Regions from separate parts of the Capra hircus genome. Here region 1 is linked to region 2. A link is a contact called in public Hi-C data. All regions are on one chromosome and are shown on one strand. Each heading gives the region's core, a stretch centred on a gene start, on an enhancer-like site or on the middle of the called end of the contact. The rest is flanking DNA. Distances are from core to core; before and after follow the strand shown. Region 1 has its middle 39 kb from the start of SKOR1. Region 2 holds the start of CLN6 (ceroid-lipofuscinosis neuronal protein 6).

What was found. A called contact is a pair of places that touch in the nucleus more often than the background predicts.
Region 1: a contact with region 2 is called in a Hi-C map of liver, with 4 times the contacts expected there. The contact joins the enhancer-like site here to the promoter of CLN6 in region 2. A contact is called at or near these places in 3 of 5 Hi-C or Micro-C datasets (blood and liver).

What each region holds. Positions count from the first base shown.
Region 1 is chr10:86,577,354-86,584,733 of ARS1.2, reverse strand. No RefSeq gene overlaps it. Among named protein-coding and RNA genes, the nearest start is that of SKOR1, 39 kb to the left of the region's middle. Within about 2 kb of position 2,798, at least 2 of the 5 cell types and tissues checked have an H3K27ac peak or open chromatin away from gene starts, as enhancers often do.
Region 2 is chr10:86,218,687-86,226,100 of ARS1.2, reverse strand. It overlaps CLN6 (ceroid-lipofuscinosis neuronal protein 6), which reads right to left and starts at 3,813. Exons shown (of 8, transcript XM_018053598.1): 1 at 3,594-3,813. The coding sequence starts at 3,760.

The sequences.
Region 1 (7,380 bases), core at 1,549-4,048, 360 kb before region 2:
TACTGAATCCAAGCTCTCCAATCAGTTATCTGGGAAACATTTCCTGAACCTCCTCTGGGTCCCAGGGCCTGAGGATGAGACATGGCTGAGACTTCCAGCAACTCCTGAGCTCGTATGAGCTGGGGGATGGCGGGCAGAAAGGAAGCAGGAAGGGAGCATCCCGTGGGGGCACAAAGGAAGGGTACCCCAAGGGCAAGGGTAGGTGCTTCCAGGAGGAGGTGATAGCCAGCCTGAGTCCGGACGGAGGGCAGAGCCTGCCTGCCAAGGGGGTGGTAAGGGCATTCATGACAGAATGGCCAGGGCAGAGAGGTAACAAAGACATACCAGAGAAGCACAGTAAAGACACCCATTCTAGGGACTTCCCCGGTGGTCCGGTGGCTAAGACTCCACATTCCCAATGCAGGGAGCCTGGGTTTGATCCCTGGTTGGGGAACCTGATCCCACACGCCGCAACTGAGAGTTTACATGCCGCAACTAAAGATCCCACGTGCCGCAACAAAGATGGAAGGTCCCATGTGCTGCAGCTAAGACCCAGCCCAACCAAATAAATAACAAAGAAACACTAAAAAAGATACACATTCTAGCACTGCTCTCCCCTTGTCCAGTGGAAAGGTGGGCCTCTGAACATGCCAGTCAGAGCCCGTGTTTCTTCAGGATGTTTGGACTTGGGTCAGCTCACCCCTCCTTGAGGGCTAATGGTGTAGGATGCAGCTTGGAACAGGTTCAGGTGGTGATGCGCAGAGGGCATCTGGAGAATGGGCCAGGCCATACCAGGTCTGAGCGAGGCCCTACGCATCCCTACAGTCCAGCCATCCAGCCAGCATGGGATTCCATGCCACATGCCAGGTCATCTTAATCCCGGTCTCATTTCTTTCAGATGGTCCACATTGGGTTTCTGTCACCTGTAATGAAAGATCCTTGCCTGACAGTCTCCAAGTCAGACTGAGGATAGGGTTATTCTAGCTGACGCAGCGAGGCTGATCTATGGATCAGGAAGCCAGTGATTCATTTACTGGGAGAAATTCAACTGCTCCTTGCATCAGCCTTTCAAGTCATTACTGCTGCTGGCTCCTTCTGGAGAAGAAGCACCCGGATTGACTCCTGGAACCCTCTTGATGAGCAGGCCCCAGTGCCAGCGGTGATTTTTGCAGCCAGCGGCATCAGGCTAGGAGTCAGCAAACAGTTTCTGTTGATGCTAGATAGTAACCACCTTTGGCCTGGTCACAGTTACTCACCTCTGCAGCCCAAACAGCCAGAGACAATGCCTAAATGAGTGAGCATAGTCAGGTTCCCAAAAAGTTTTATTATGGACACTGAAATTTGAATTTTATATAATGGTCCTGTGTCTTGCGGTATCTTTCTTCTTTTGATGATTTGCCTTTAAGAATGTTAGTGCCAGTCTTAGCTCTCAGACCAAGCCAAAACAGGCAGCAAAGAGCCAGGTTTGACAAACTACTCTCCTAGGGCATGAGCCCTCATGCCAAGATGTCCGTCAAGGAGGCTGGGCAGTTGTGTCAGGCCAGGAGTACTACCGGGACCACAGCCCAGGCTTGTTACACTGGTGTCCTTTTCTCTCCGGCCAGTCAGACCACCCTCTTCAGTCAGCACCCTCCTGTAGGCAAAGCGTAGGACCCATAGGTGGGCTCAAGTGCCTGGAGATGATGACACCTTCCGGCCTGGCTTCTCAGACTGTAGCCCCAGGTAACTTGGGCGCAGCTGTTCCCAACACTTCTAAGAGTGGCTGTCCTGTCCCAGCCCCTACGAGAAGCAGGTCATTTAATTCATCCACGCCACCCTGAACAACCGACGGACCTGGGTAGGCTGCCTGCCAGAGGCATGGCAGGGCAGTCAGTGACTTGGGGCCTGGCTTGAAAACATAGGCTAGCTTTGGGGAGGGGTCTTAAAAGACCCAGAGGAAGCTGCAGTTCCTGGTGGGCTCTATAGCTGGAAGTTGGATAGACTCGGGGGCTGGGGTAACTGCAAGTGGCCAAGTGCCAGCTGAAGTTATGGGGGAGTAGAGATTGTGAGTGAGAAAAGAGGCTGGGCAGGAAGAGAAACAGACGGGGGGCCAGAGACAGACAGAGACGACTGGCTAACAGAGTGACCCAGGAGCTGCGACCCAGAACTGCCCTCGTACTGGCCCTTCCCCAGCTTGCCTAGGGGACGTCACAGTATCTTCACAGCCACCATCCCGCCTTTCCTGAGGTAAACCCCAACACTTTTCCTGGGTGATCCCAGCACATTGCTGATACGCTCCATCAAACCAAAAGCCATGATTGAGCACAGGCCATTTCTGGGGCAGGCTGGGCTCCTCCCTTGCACACTGACTGGATGATTTTACTCTTAAGGGGAGCTTTCAACTTCAGGTTGGGGTCACCTTGCTGTCTTAATTATCTGCAGGTTGGAATTTTGCCTCAGGCACTAAAACCCATAGATGCATGACGTGGCCTCACTACCCTCACCTCTTAAGTGGCCTTCCTGCAGCCTGCTCCATTATGACAGTGTTGAACTTCGTCTGAGTCCTGTGCTCCTGAAAGGCAGCTGTGGTTAAGAAATTCCCCCATCTCTTTAAGTTCTGGGGAAACAGGGCTACTTTGCTCTCACATATTCCAAGAAAACAACACATCTACACCTCTAGCTATTCCTATGAGACAGACTGATGGCTCCCTGGTTTACCTGCCTCTCTAAAATCTCAGGCCCCTTCCTTTTCTTTGAGATGGTTCTCATGAATGAACCTTTTCCCTACTGCAACAGCCTGAATAAAATCTTCACCACTGCTTGGTGCCTTTTGCTTAAAAGATGTCGAGAAGTTGTTGTAAGCATCTATTGGGTGGGGCATCTGGAGTCCCAGGTTCCAGTCCTGGTTCACCCAGGCCTGGCTTCCCCTTCTGCCAGTTTTGTCTTCTTTGGGAGCTCTCTATGGGCCCCTTACTTTGAGGATGTGAGTGACAGCTCAGCCCCTGTAGCGGAAGGCGGGGCCTACAGAGCAGCTGTTATATTTGCACGCGGCCACTAGAGGGCGGCAGCTCCGCGGAAGAAGGCCTTGGGCGCTGCACCCGCTCGCTGCTGCAAAAGCTTGAAAATGCGCTTTGGAAGGGGGACGGCCAGGCAGCGTCTTCAGCCCTTAAGTGCTTTTCCATGCTACAAGCGGCTGCACTCCAGGCATTTCTTTTTTGCTCCTGCCTCCAGAGTCCTCCGCCGCCGATGTCAGTCGGAAGACTCGAGTGAGCTGGAGGGGGCCCTAAAGCCAGTCTCGAGCCTCTGGACCTCCAGCGTTTGCCTGGGGACCGTGACCCTTCCCTTTCTGCGGCCCTCTGGCCCTCCTCTACTCCAGACAAGTTGAAGAATCCCTCAGGCTGCAGGGAAATCGGGAGGAGAGACAGAAGGGAGGAGCCTGAAGAGCACTGCTTTGCCGGCAGCACTTAACCAGCCACAGCCATCACCATTGGGAGCATCACAATGTCCCCTTCACGTGGGCAGGCAAGAGCTGTTACCCCATCCGAAGGACGGGGAAACTGGCTCCCGGAGAGGAAAAGCCGTTAGCCTCTGGTTGTACAGCTAGTAGATGGCAGAAGTAGGACAAGAACTCAGTTCTCCAGGCCTTAAACCCAAAGCTCATGGAGCGGCCAGGCACGGTTAGAAATGGCTCGTCAATTGACAAAATTAAGCTGGGCCACTCCAGCAGAAAGGGGCCCTGGACCTCCCCTAGCATAGAAACCAAAAGACAGCGGCTGAAAGGGCTCAAATTATCAAATTTTAAGTACTGACTTGGTAAGACGATCACGTTTGCTTTTTCAACTGTATATGTCTACAGACAAAATTGAAAAACAAATATAAATACCAAAGCCAAATATAAATTAAAAGCAAATATAAAACAGCCCTACTATCCACAGTGGACTGTCTCTGTCTCTCTGTCTCTAGCAATAGTGGGAAGAGGGTTTTCGTTTTCTCTGTATTGCTCAAATTATTCATTACTCACATATATAAGCTCCTCCGTCCATGGGATTCTCCAGGCAGGAATACTGGAGTGCATTGCCATTTCCTTCTCCAAGGAATATTCCCAACCCGGGAATCGAACTCTGGTCTCCAGCACTGCGGGCAGACGCTTTAACCTCTGAGCCACCAGGGAAGCCCCTGATAAAAAGTAATACCTCTCTATTAAAGCCTTAGAAAGTACGAAAGACTATGAAGAAATTCATCAGAACCCCCCTCCTTCCCTATAGAGGAAGGGAAACGCTGATGCCTGTCTTTCTAGTTGGTTTCTTTCTCTACAAAATGTGAACAACAGTGTTAACTGTAGAGGAATGTTGTGAAGATTGAGGGACGGGATATATATAATAGCTAACGTTCCAGAAGCCCTAGCCATATATATATAACAAAATTAGCACCACTGTATATATTTTTTACATGCTGCTGTTTTCACTTATAACGTTGCTTCATGAACAGTTTCTGATGTCAACTTTTATTTTAAAATTATATGTTTAGTGACTGCACAAAATTTCATTATATCCAAGTACAGTTTATTTAACCTATCCCTGATTGTTGACCCTTTAGTTTCCAATTTTTGCTATTAAAATAACAGTGAGATTAACATCTTTAAACATCTCTCCCTGTCAGCATTTCTGATTACTTCCTTAGATGGATTTCTGGAGGTAGGATTACTGGGACAAAGAGTGCAAATATTTTTCAGGCTTTTGATTCAGGTTACCAAATTGCTTCCCAGAAAGATCTTGCCAATTTACACTCCCACCTGCAGTGTGTGAGAATGCCTGTCCCACGGCACACAAAGGAGGGATTTTTTGGGGATGGGTGAGATTTGATTATGTTGCTGGTCTGAGGAGAAGGAGCCATGTAGCGAGGGAGGGTTTCAATTTCAGGAGAGAGAGGGTGTCTAAAGGAGTGAGGTCACTGGGAGAGAGGGATGGGGTTTTGAAGCACATTTACAGGAATTATCTTGGATTTAAGAAGGGACATCTCGTTCTCTGAGACGAGTAGAAAGAGGTGTGATTGGCTTTGGATATGTAGTCACTGTAAGTAAGTAAGGTGAGAGGCAGGAGAGCTAGATTCTAGGAGTCCCCTTGGCTCAGTAAAGTAGGAGGCTAAGTCATTTATTCAAATGTGAGAGGTGAGGGCCAAGGAGGAGACTTGAGGTGGGGCTGAGGGATGCCTTATCCTTTTGCTTCCAGAGAGTAAACAGAGTGACAGTCTGGTTGAAATGGATGACTTTGAGTTTGTGAGGGCACCATTCTTTAAAGGAATCTTTTTGCCACGTTGGGTCTTTGTTGCTTGGTGCGGGCTGTCTCTAGCTGCAGTGAGTGAGAGCTGCGTGTCGCTGCGGTGCCCGGGTCTCTCATTGCCGTGGCCTCTCTTGCTGCAGAGTACAGGCTCTCAATGCGTGGGCTTCAGTAGCTGTGGCACATGGGCTTAGTTGCTCCACAGCATGTGGAATCTTCCCGGACCAGGGATCAAACCCTTGTCCCCTGGTGGCACCATTCTTAAGGGCTGTGAGTACTTTATGGCATGCAGCCACCTGGGGGAAGAAAAAGTTGTACACTTACTAATTTAAACAAAATCTTCCAAAGCATGTGGTAAACGGTAGAAGACAATGAGGCTGGAGGAGTCAGGGTAGTAAAAATTTTATGAACTTCTGGAGTTGTGTCAAACTGTTAAGGAATGGTTAATTCCTATTTTATATGTTTTTTCCAAAAAAATTAGAAAGAGCAAAAGCTGCCCAGATCATTTTATGAAACCGGTGTAATCTTGGTTCCAAAATCAGTAAAGACACACCAATAAATGAAAAGAATAGGCTTGTTTCAGCTGATTTAACTTTAAATCCTATATAAAATATCAGCTAAGTAACCCAGTCATATATTTTTTTAAATATATTTTGATCAAGTAGGGTTTATCCCAGGAATTTCAGTTTGGTTCAGCACCAGAAATCACCCCATTAATAAAGAGGGGGAAAAAAAATCATACAATTATCTCAATTGGTGAAGAAAAAGCATTTGATAAAGCTCCTTACCTATTTATAATCCAATAATAACTTAGCAAACTGGATATACAAGAGACTTTTTTAACTTGGTAAGGGTGATATATCAAAAAACTTAAAGCAAACATTATTAAATGTCATACTTAATAAAGAGACTTTAAATGTATTCTTTTTAAGATCTGGAAAAAAATAAGGACTCCAACTCTACTGCTAACATTCAGCATGTAAGAAGGGAAGTTCTAGAAAAAGCTAATTGCGAAGAAAGAACAAGAGAAGCATTAACAGAGATAAAACAGTCATCATGTTGTACACTCTGAAGAAACTAAAGCTGAAAAAGACACATGTTCACCACTGTTCGCTGCAGCATTATTTGCAACAGCCAAGACATGGACGCAACTTAGATGTCCATTAACAGATGAACGGATAAAGAAGCTGTGGTACATATACACAATGGAGTACTACTCAGCCATTAAAAGGAATACATTTGAGTCAGTTCTAATGAGGTGGATGAACCTAGAGTCTATTATACAAAGCAAAGTAAATCAGAAAGAGGAAAACAAATATTGTATATAAACGCATGTATATGGAATCTAGAAGGATGATCCTGAGAAATCTGTCTGCAGAGCAGCAGTGGAGATGCAGACACAGAGAACAGAGTTACGGATGGGGGCGGGGGAAGAGGGAGAGGGTGAGGTGAATGGAGGGAGTAGCACGGATGCACACACACTGACATGTGTAAATAGACGGCCAAGGGGAGTTTGCTGTAGACTCAGGGACTCAAACTGGGGCTCTGTAATAGCCTAGAGGGGTGGGAATGGGTGGGTGGGAGGAGGGAGACTCAAGAGGGAGGGGACATATGTACACCTAATTCATGTTGGTACATGACAGAAATCAAACCAATATTGTAAAGCAATCATCAACCAATTAAAAATAAATATTTTTAAATAAACTATTGTATTGAATTGATAAAGAAGGATGGAGATATATCCATATCTCATATATATGAGAGAGATATATGATATATATTACATCTTCTTTAATAGAATACTATTCAGCAATGGCTGAATGAAGTAAGGCCATTTGCAGAAATATGGGTGGACCCAGAGATTATCAAACTAAGTGAAATAAGTCAGAAAGAGAAAGACAAACACCATATGATATCACTTATATGTGGAACCTAAAATATGATACAAATAATGCAAATGAACTTGCTTACAAAACAGAAACAGATTCACAGTCATGGAAAACAAACTTATGGTTACCAAAGGGGGAAAGGGGTAGAAGATGGATAAATTGCCTTGAAAAACAAAGAGTAAAGAGAAGTAACAGATTAAGACTCTTAAGAGAAAAACTATTCAGAGAATTCAGTAAAATCGCTAGATATATTAACC
Region 2 (7,414 bases), core at 2,564-5,063:
GTGTCTCTGGAAGCTGTGGATACCAAGCATGTAGCCAGGGCTCGATGACTGTTTCCTCCTCCACCTCAGGAGGCACCTCAGTCAACAGGGATCCCTGCCACGAGTCCAGCCTGGCTAAGCAGAGCAGAAAGAAAAAGGGCAGGTGCAAGGCTGACACCCAACTTGGGAATCAAGACTGGTGAGCGTCTGTCTTCTTTGCTGGGACTCTGAGCACATGAGGCAGATCACGGACAGGGAAGGCATCCTCTCCCCCAGCCCTGTCCTGGGGATGAGCATCCTCATGCTAACCCAAGCACCTGACTCCTCAGACACAGAGCCCCCAGACTGCCAGCTCTAGGCCCCAATCATCAGAAACTCCTGCTGAGAACGATGGAAGCACAAGGGCAGGTAACCCAAGACACGGAGGGCCTTTTCTCTCCTCCACAGCTTTACAAGCCTACCATCTGGGAAAACAGATACCACGACAGTTGGAGAGTACATACCATACAGCGCATAACATACAAATGAAATATTCAAAGCAGTCAGCAGTACCTGCAGGACTGCCTGGCAGAAAAGGAAGGTGTCTCAGCCACCGTGCAGTCAAGCAGGGACCTATGAATGGGGACTATAGAGGGACTGATTTGGGTTCTATAGGCACAATGGTGAAATAACCTGATATGATGAGAATTCTAAACAAAAAATGAGAAAACAAAAGCAAAAAAAAAAAGAGGAAAAAAGGAAAGGCAATTTGAAACTCCAGGACAAACAAAAGCAGTATAAGAAAGTAAATGTAACTTTTGAACTTACTGGACTCTGTAGGGAACAATATTTACATGGGTTAACAAATAAAAACATTGTATATTGATTTTCAAAGTTTAGAGTCAATTCACAAACAAAACATGGAAGAAAATTGTGGTTAAGAAACAGCAGGTAAATACTGTCAACCTTGACAACTTGAAAGTAAAACTATAGATGACAGGATCTAGGGAAAGAGCAAAGAAAGCTAAAACTAAGGGTAGGAGTCTAACAGTATCCTTTTGAAAAGGAATCAAGAGATACTGCCCTTATTTTAAATTAACTATACTTCAATAAATAAATAAACTTTATTTAAAAAGATACTGCTTTATAGTTGACCAAAACAGAAATAATGGTATCACGTATTTCCTAAGGCTACAGAGGTAACAAAGAGCAAAACTAAAAATGGTCATAAAAAGAACTATCTTGTGAAGATGGAAGAGGTATGAGTAAACCAAATCATAACAGGATAATTAGTAGGTCAACATTAGCTTCAGAGGCTAAAAATCGATAAACCAAGAAATAGCAGTTGAGTGTAGCTTTTGTGTGTGGACTCTGGAGCGTGCCTGGGTTCATATCCCAGCTCTATCACTAACCAAATCATGAGCAAGTTACCTCCTGGGCCTCGACGTTCTCATCTGTAAAATGGGGGATAATAGTATATCCTACTTCAAGAATTGTGGTCGGGGGAAAAAAAAGTTGTGGTCGAATTAAATTACGCAAAAACATTTTTCAATGCAAAAACTTAAGAGTAGGGCCTAGTCCACAGAAAGTGGTATGTATGTAATATTTGTTACTATTATTTAGAGATATGAATTTAATTCTGATAGAAACAGCTAAAAGAAGCTAACATGGTTGTCTCTGGTACTAGGGAGAGGTGAAAAACAACCACTGCTTTTTACTCTAAGCCTGTCTGTGCAATTTTATTTAATCATGGGCATGTACTACTTTGATTATAATACAAGAAACTGTTAACAGAACACATGAAAACTGGAAAAGGGCGTGAGCACTTTGTCACTAGAGGTGTGTAAGCAAAGCATGGATGGAGCAGAGGAAATCCAAGCATCCTAGGAGGTGGACAGGGTGATTCTGCCTACTGTCTTGTGCAGCAATGAGACTGAGAACAGGGGGGCAATAAGGCAGGGAGGTGGGCAGAGACATCCTGGAAGAGAGCCAGCCCCTTATGCAATCCCCAGGAGCATCCTGGTTGGTGGGGAGCTCATGCAGGAGTAGAGAGGGACATCACACCTGAGCTGCCAGAGTGGAGCAATAAGAACAGAAACCACAAGCCCTAGGTTTAAGCCCTGGTTCTTGCCAGCAAATGATGTAACCTCTCCAGGTCTCGGTTTGCACATAATGAAATATGAAAAGCCTGAGTAAGACACTGCGCAAGTAAAGTGGTGACCACATCTGATGCTCACAGACAGCTCTAACTGGACTGCCACGGTTCAAGGCAAGGACTCCCACCTTGTAGGGGATCCAGAACCCAGATGTGCTTTAGCAGCAGGAAGAGCTACTCTCAGCCGAGTCTCTTAGATTTCCTCCCTTATCCCAAATCATACCACAAACTTCCTAAAACTGACTCCGAGCACACTAGTGCTGGAAAACCTTCCATGGCTCCCCTGTGCCCTACAGAACAAAAGCTGCACCCTTAACCGGCCATTTAGGACAGGAACTAGGGTGAGGCAAGCGAGACGCGTAGGACCCAACATTTAAGGAGGCACAGGTGGGCCATAGAGGACTTCTGAGCACTAGTGTCCCAAGAGTGAGCTTCCCCTTAAATTTTTTTTGCACTCTACGCTCTCACTCTGGTCCCAGTTCTGCTGCCATTAAAGGCCCTTCACAGTCTTGCCACTGTACACACAGAAAGTGCCAGCAAAACTGCACTGCTTGCCTTTCCCAAGCTTTCCAGGAGCTGAAATCGCCTTTATTCCTCTGTCACCTACTGAGTATTCTGACATGCAGCTTAAGCGCCACTTCCTCCAGGAAGCCCTCCAAGTCGATCTCTCAACTCCTGGCCTCTGTTCCTCCCTGGTCCTACTGGACTGTGGGGCCCTCCGGGCTTCACTTTACCCACCCCTGGTACAGCGCTGGGGCACACAGAGATGCTTAATGAATGCCTGCTCTATGCAATGAATGTCTGTGACCTGTAAAACGGAATGAAGACAGAGTGAAGTGGAAGATTAAAAGGCGGCTTCTGTACCTTTTCCTCCGCCCCAAGTGCCTGGCCTCAACTATCAATACATAAATCAGTAACTTCCCCTTGCTGAGAGAAGGGAACAGCAACAGTGTCGGTAAAGCCCTTCCTCGTTCTTTCTCTGGAGGGGAGTTTCCACACTTCGCTGTCTCTTCTATTAGCATTCCCAACATTCTGGGTTCTTCGGAGCAAGGAGTGAGCCTCCCGTTAACACCAGAATCCAAATTCTAGTCATGGTTAGAAGGACTCCGAGAACTTGGGTTGGTGCCCGGGACTTGCAGGCGCTTTGGGGGCCCTATTTGAGCAGCAGTGTCCTCTGGGCTTGCCGCCACCGCCCCCATTCCGAGCTTCTTGGATCCCAGATGAGCGATCGTCCCGGAGCCAGCCGGGCCATGAGGGCCGCTGATCGCCGTGGCTGAGACTCCCTGGGTCCCGGGGCTCTCCCAGGAAGCCACGGAGGCGTGGCTCAAGCGAGTGGGCGAGGAAACAGCTGCAGGCGTAGCGCTGGGAAGACCCACCCGGGGTCCGGGGTCCACGGTCCACGGCCCGCGGCCCGGACCCCCCGCCCTCCCGATCACGTGGCGGGGCCGCGGTTCCGCTCCGCCCGCCGGCGCGCGCCCACCTGGCCTGCAGGAAGGAGGCGCCCGGCTGCGCGCCGGAGCCGCCCGCCGCTCCCGGGTGCCGCCTCCGCGCCGCCGCCTCCATGGCTAACCTTCCGGCCAGGCCCTTCGCCCCGCTGCCGGTAGCTGTAAACAGGTTCCGCTGGCCGAAGGCTGCGAAAGCGAACATCCAGCGCGGGGGCGGGCTGGGGCGGGCGAGAGGGAGAGCGCCGGCCCAGCGGCTCGGGCCGGGGGCGGAGCCGGCGGGGGCCGGGACCAGGAGCCGCGCCGCAGAGCGAGGGAGGCGGGGCGAGCTCCCGGCGGGGAAGGAGGGGCCCAGGGCCGGGGCGGGGCGGGGCGGGGCGGAGGGGCGGAGGGAGGGCGCACGGCGGGGGGCCTCCTCGGGCTGGGATCTGCTGCGCTCCCGCGTGTGGCCCGGGGCAGGACTCTGCCTAGGCTACCCGAAACCTGTATAGTAGTCAAGGGTGGGCTAGGGACGTGGGGAAAGGCCAGTTCGACCTAAATACTCTCTTGGGAAGGAGCCGAGACTGGATTTCCCTTGTCCTTGCGGACCTGAAGGCTTTGGGGGAGGGGCTCATGTCCCTTCCAGCTGTGTTAGCCACCTTCCTCAGATGGAAGCTGCTGCTGCTGCTGCTGCTGCTGCTGCTGCTGCCGCTAAGTCGCTTCAGTTGTGTCCGACTCTGTGCGACCCCATAGTCGGCAGCCCACAAGGCTCCCCAGTCCCTGGGATTCTCCAGGCAAGAACACTGGAGTAGCTAGCACTCCTTAAAATGTCAGCTCTGTGGCCTTTGACGCTGGGAATTAAAAACCAGTGGGATAAGGGTAGCACGCATGAACGAGCGAATTCTTTTCAAGATTCCCATTCTGGCTTTGTCACTCTCTTGGACTCTGTGGCTTCATAAAAGTTACTTCCCTTCTCTTCCATTCAAACATGTACTAACTCCTGAGCAGTTTCTCATCTTTGAGACTGGATGACCAGTACCCCAGGAAGACTTAGTTGGGGATGAAACGGAGCAGGATCTTCTGATCCTTCCCCCCGGCCCCCTTCCCCCCCAACACACACACCGTATCTTCTGCCTGCCTCTGACCTGTGGAAAACTGTAGTCTAAAACGAGTTTAATCACAGAAGTGAGAAATGCTGAAACAAAGGAAAACCGTCAAAAGAGACCAGATAATGTTCTCATTAAGCATAGTCAAGGACCTTTAATTTCTTCTACAGGGCTATAGATAATGTTTGGAGCCATATTCTGTGAGCTGTCTTATAGATACTAAAACAGAGGTAGAGAGGTTAACTATGTGATGACCAGGCTGAACCCAGGACATGAGCTGCCACAATTCCGAGAACTGACCACAAAGAAATGGGAACAAATGGGCCCTGGAACTGAAGATTACTTGTACCTAAAACAATCAAGATGATACTGGTCAGACCGCTGATGACCAGTTTGAAGATGACTGTCAGAGATGACTTTGCTGTTTCTGCATGTAGGCCCTTCTCCTCAGTCAGCCAGTTCAGTCGCTCAGTCATGTCTGACTCTGTGACCCCACAAACTGCAGCAAGCCAGGCTTCCCTGTCCATCAGCAACTCCTGGAGCTTGCTCAAACTCATGTCCGTCTCACCCTCTGTCATCCCCTTCTCCTGCCTTCAGTCTTTCCCAGCATCAGGGTCTTTTTCAATGAGTCAGTTCTTTGCATCAGGTGGCTAAACTAATGGAGCTCCAGCTTCAGCATCAGTCCTTCCAATGAATATTCAGGACGGATTTCCTTTAGGATTGACTGGTTGGATCTCCTTGCAGTCCAAGGGACTCTCAAGAGTCTTCTCCAACACCACAGTTCAAAAGCATCAATTCTTTAGTGCTTAGCTTTCTTTATAGTCCAACTCTCACATCCATACATGACCACTGGAAAAACCATAGCCTTGACTAGATGGACCTTTGTCAGCAAAAGTGCAGTGTCCCTCCTCACTCTGTCTATAAAAACTCTCACTTCCTGCTTATGGTGGGGGGAGGGTGGAGTCGGCCTTTGGATGAATGTCCTCTCCCCTCCCTGCGCCAGTTGCCGGCATCTGAAATAAAGAAACTTTCCTTTCCACCAACCTGGCCTGTTTATTGGCTTCTGACTGGCAAGAAACCAGACCCCACACACATACCTTTCAGTAACAGGGGGACTGGTGAGTGGCGGGGGGCAGGGGGGGGCGGTGGAGGTGGGGAAGATACTGAATACTGTGAGGTTAGAGACTTGGAGGGGGTGGTATCAGACAAGGCTTCTGGAGGAGAGCTTAGGGAACTGAACTCCATTTGCTGAGGTGGAGCACAGCCAATTTACTGAGGAGTTGTGGTTGCTGAAAAAAAGCACAACCTAAAAGTTGAGAATTATGTTTTATTTGGGGACATTACTGAGTGCTGTTGACCAGTATACAACCTCTCAGATAGCTCTGACGAATTGCTCCAAAGAGATAAGGGTGAAGCCAGGATGTTCTGTTCAGTTGCTAAGTCATGTCCAACTCTTTGCAGCCCCATGGACTGCAGCAATCCATGTTTGCTCAAATTCATGTCCATTGAGTTGGTAATGCTATCTAACCATCTTATCCTCTGTTGCCCCCCTTCTCCTTTTGCCTTTAATCATCCCCAGCATCAGGGTCTTTTCCAATAAGTTGGCTCTTCACATCAGGTGGCCAAAGTACTGAAGCTTCAGCTTCAGCACCAGTCCTTAAAATAATATTCAGGGTTGATTTCCTTTAGGACTGACTGGTTTGATCTTCTTGCTGTCCAAGGGAGTCTCAACAGTTTTCTGCAGCACCACAATTCAAAAGCATCAATTTTTCAGCGCTCAGCCTTCTTTATGGTCCAGCTGATCTTGGCGAGGCAGCAGTGAGTGTGGTGTGAAGTGAGATCTTAATTCCCTGCCCAGGAACTGAACATGAGTGGCCTGGATGAGAACCAGGAATCCTAGCCACCAGACCTGCAAGGGCTAGAGCCTAGAAACTATTTTTCCCTGGATCTTTGCCCCCAGTGAAAAAATGCATTTATCACAGAGGCAAGAACTATAAATGCAGCCTAACAGCAAGTGGGAGAGCACACAAAGAAATGGTTTGTTTAGTTAAAACAGAAGACAGGGAGAGATGCACACCCAGAGAGAAAGGGTGTGGGTGTCCTCCCTAGTGAGGAGGAATGAAGCAAAGAGGTTATATAGCTCAGTTTTTCCAGGTCTTTGTTTCCATTCAGTCCAATTATGTGGTTTCTTTTTCCTCACCTGACCTACCTTGGGACCCTCCCTTGGGCACACAGGCACCCCTCAGCCAAGATGGATTTCCTGAGAGGAGCAAGACTCATTATGGCCTGGTGTTATTCTCTGCCTTTTGGCCCACAAGGAGCCTTTCTGAGCAGGTGTAGTGTCTCCCTTGTCCCAAAAGAGGCGGGGGAGGGAGATCCCTTAATCCTTTACTGAAACAGGGTTTTGCTCTTCTTTGTCCTTGCCCTGACTATTACCTGAAGGTGCTTACAAGAGAGAAACACTGGCCTATTTACCCTGTTTATGCTGTTCCTTGCATTTCAGAGGGCAAACAGAAGTCTGATGTCTTAACTGGAGCCCACCCATCTCTTGTCTCAGAAAATGCTAACAGTTCTAAGTGCCCAGCCTGAAGCCTACTTCTTGGTGCCCCATGAAATGCAAACAGGAGGCCAGCTGTAAATATCTAACCTGGACCCCATCTATCTCCTACATCACAACTCTCATATCCATACATGACTACTAGAAAAACCATAGTTTTGACTTTACAGACTTTTGTCAGCCAAGTTATGTCTCTGCTTTTTAGAATGCTGTCTAG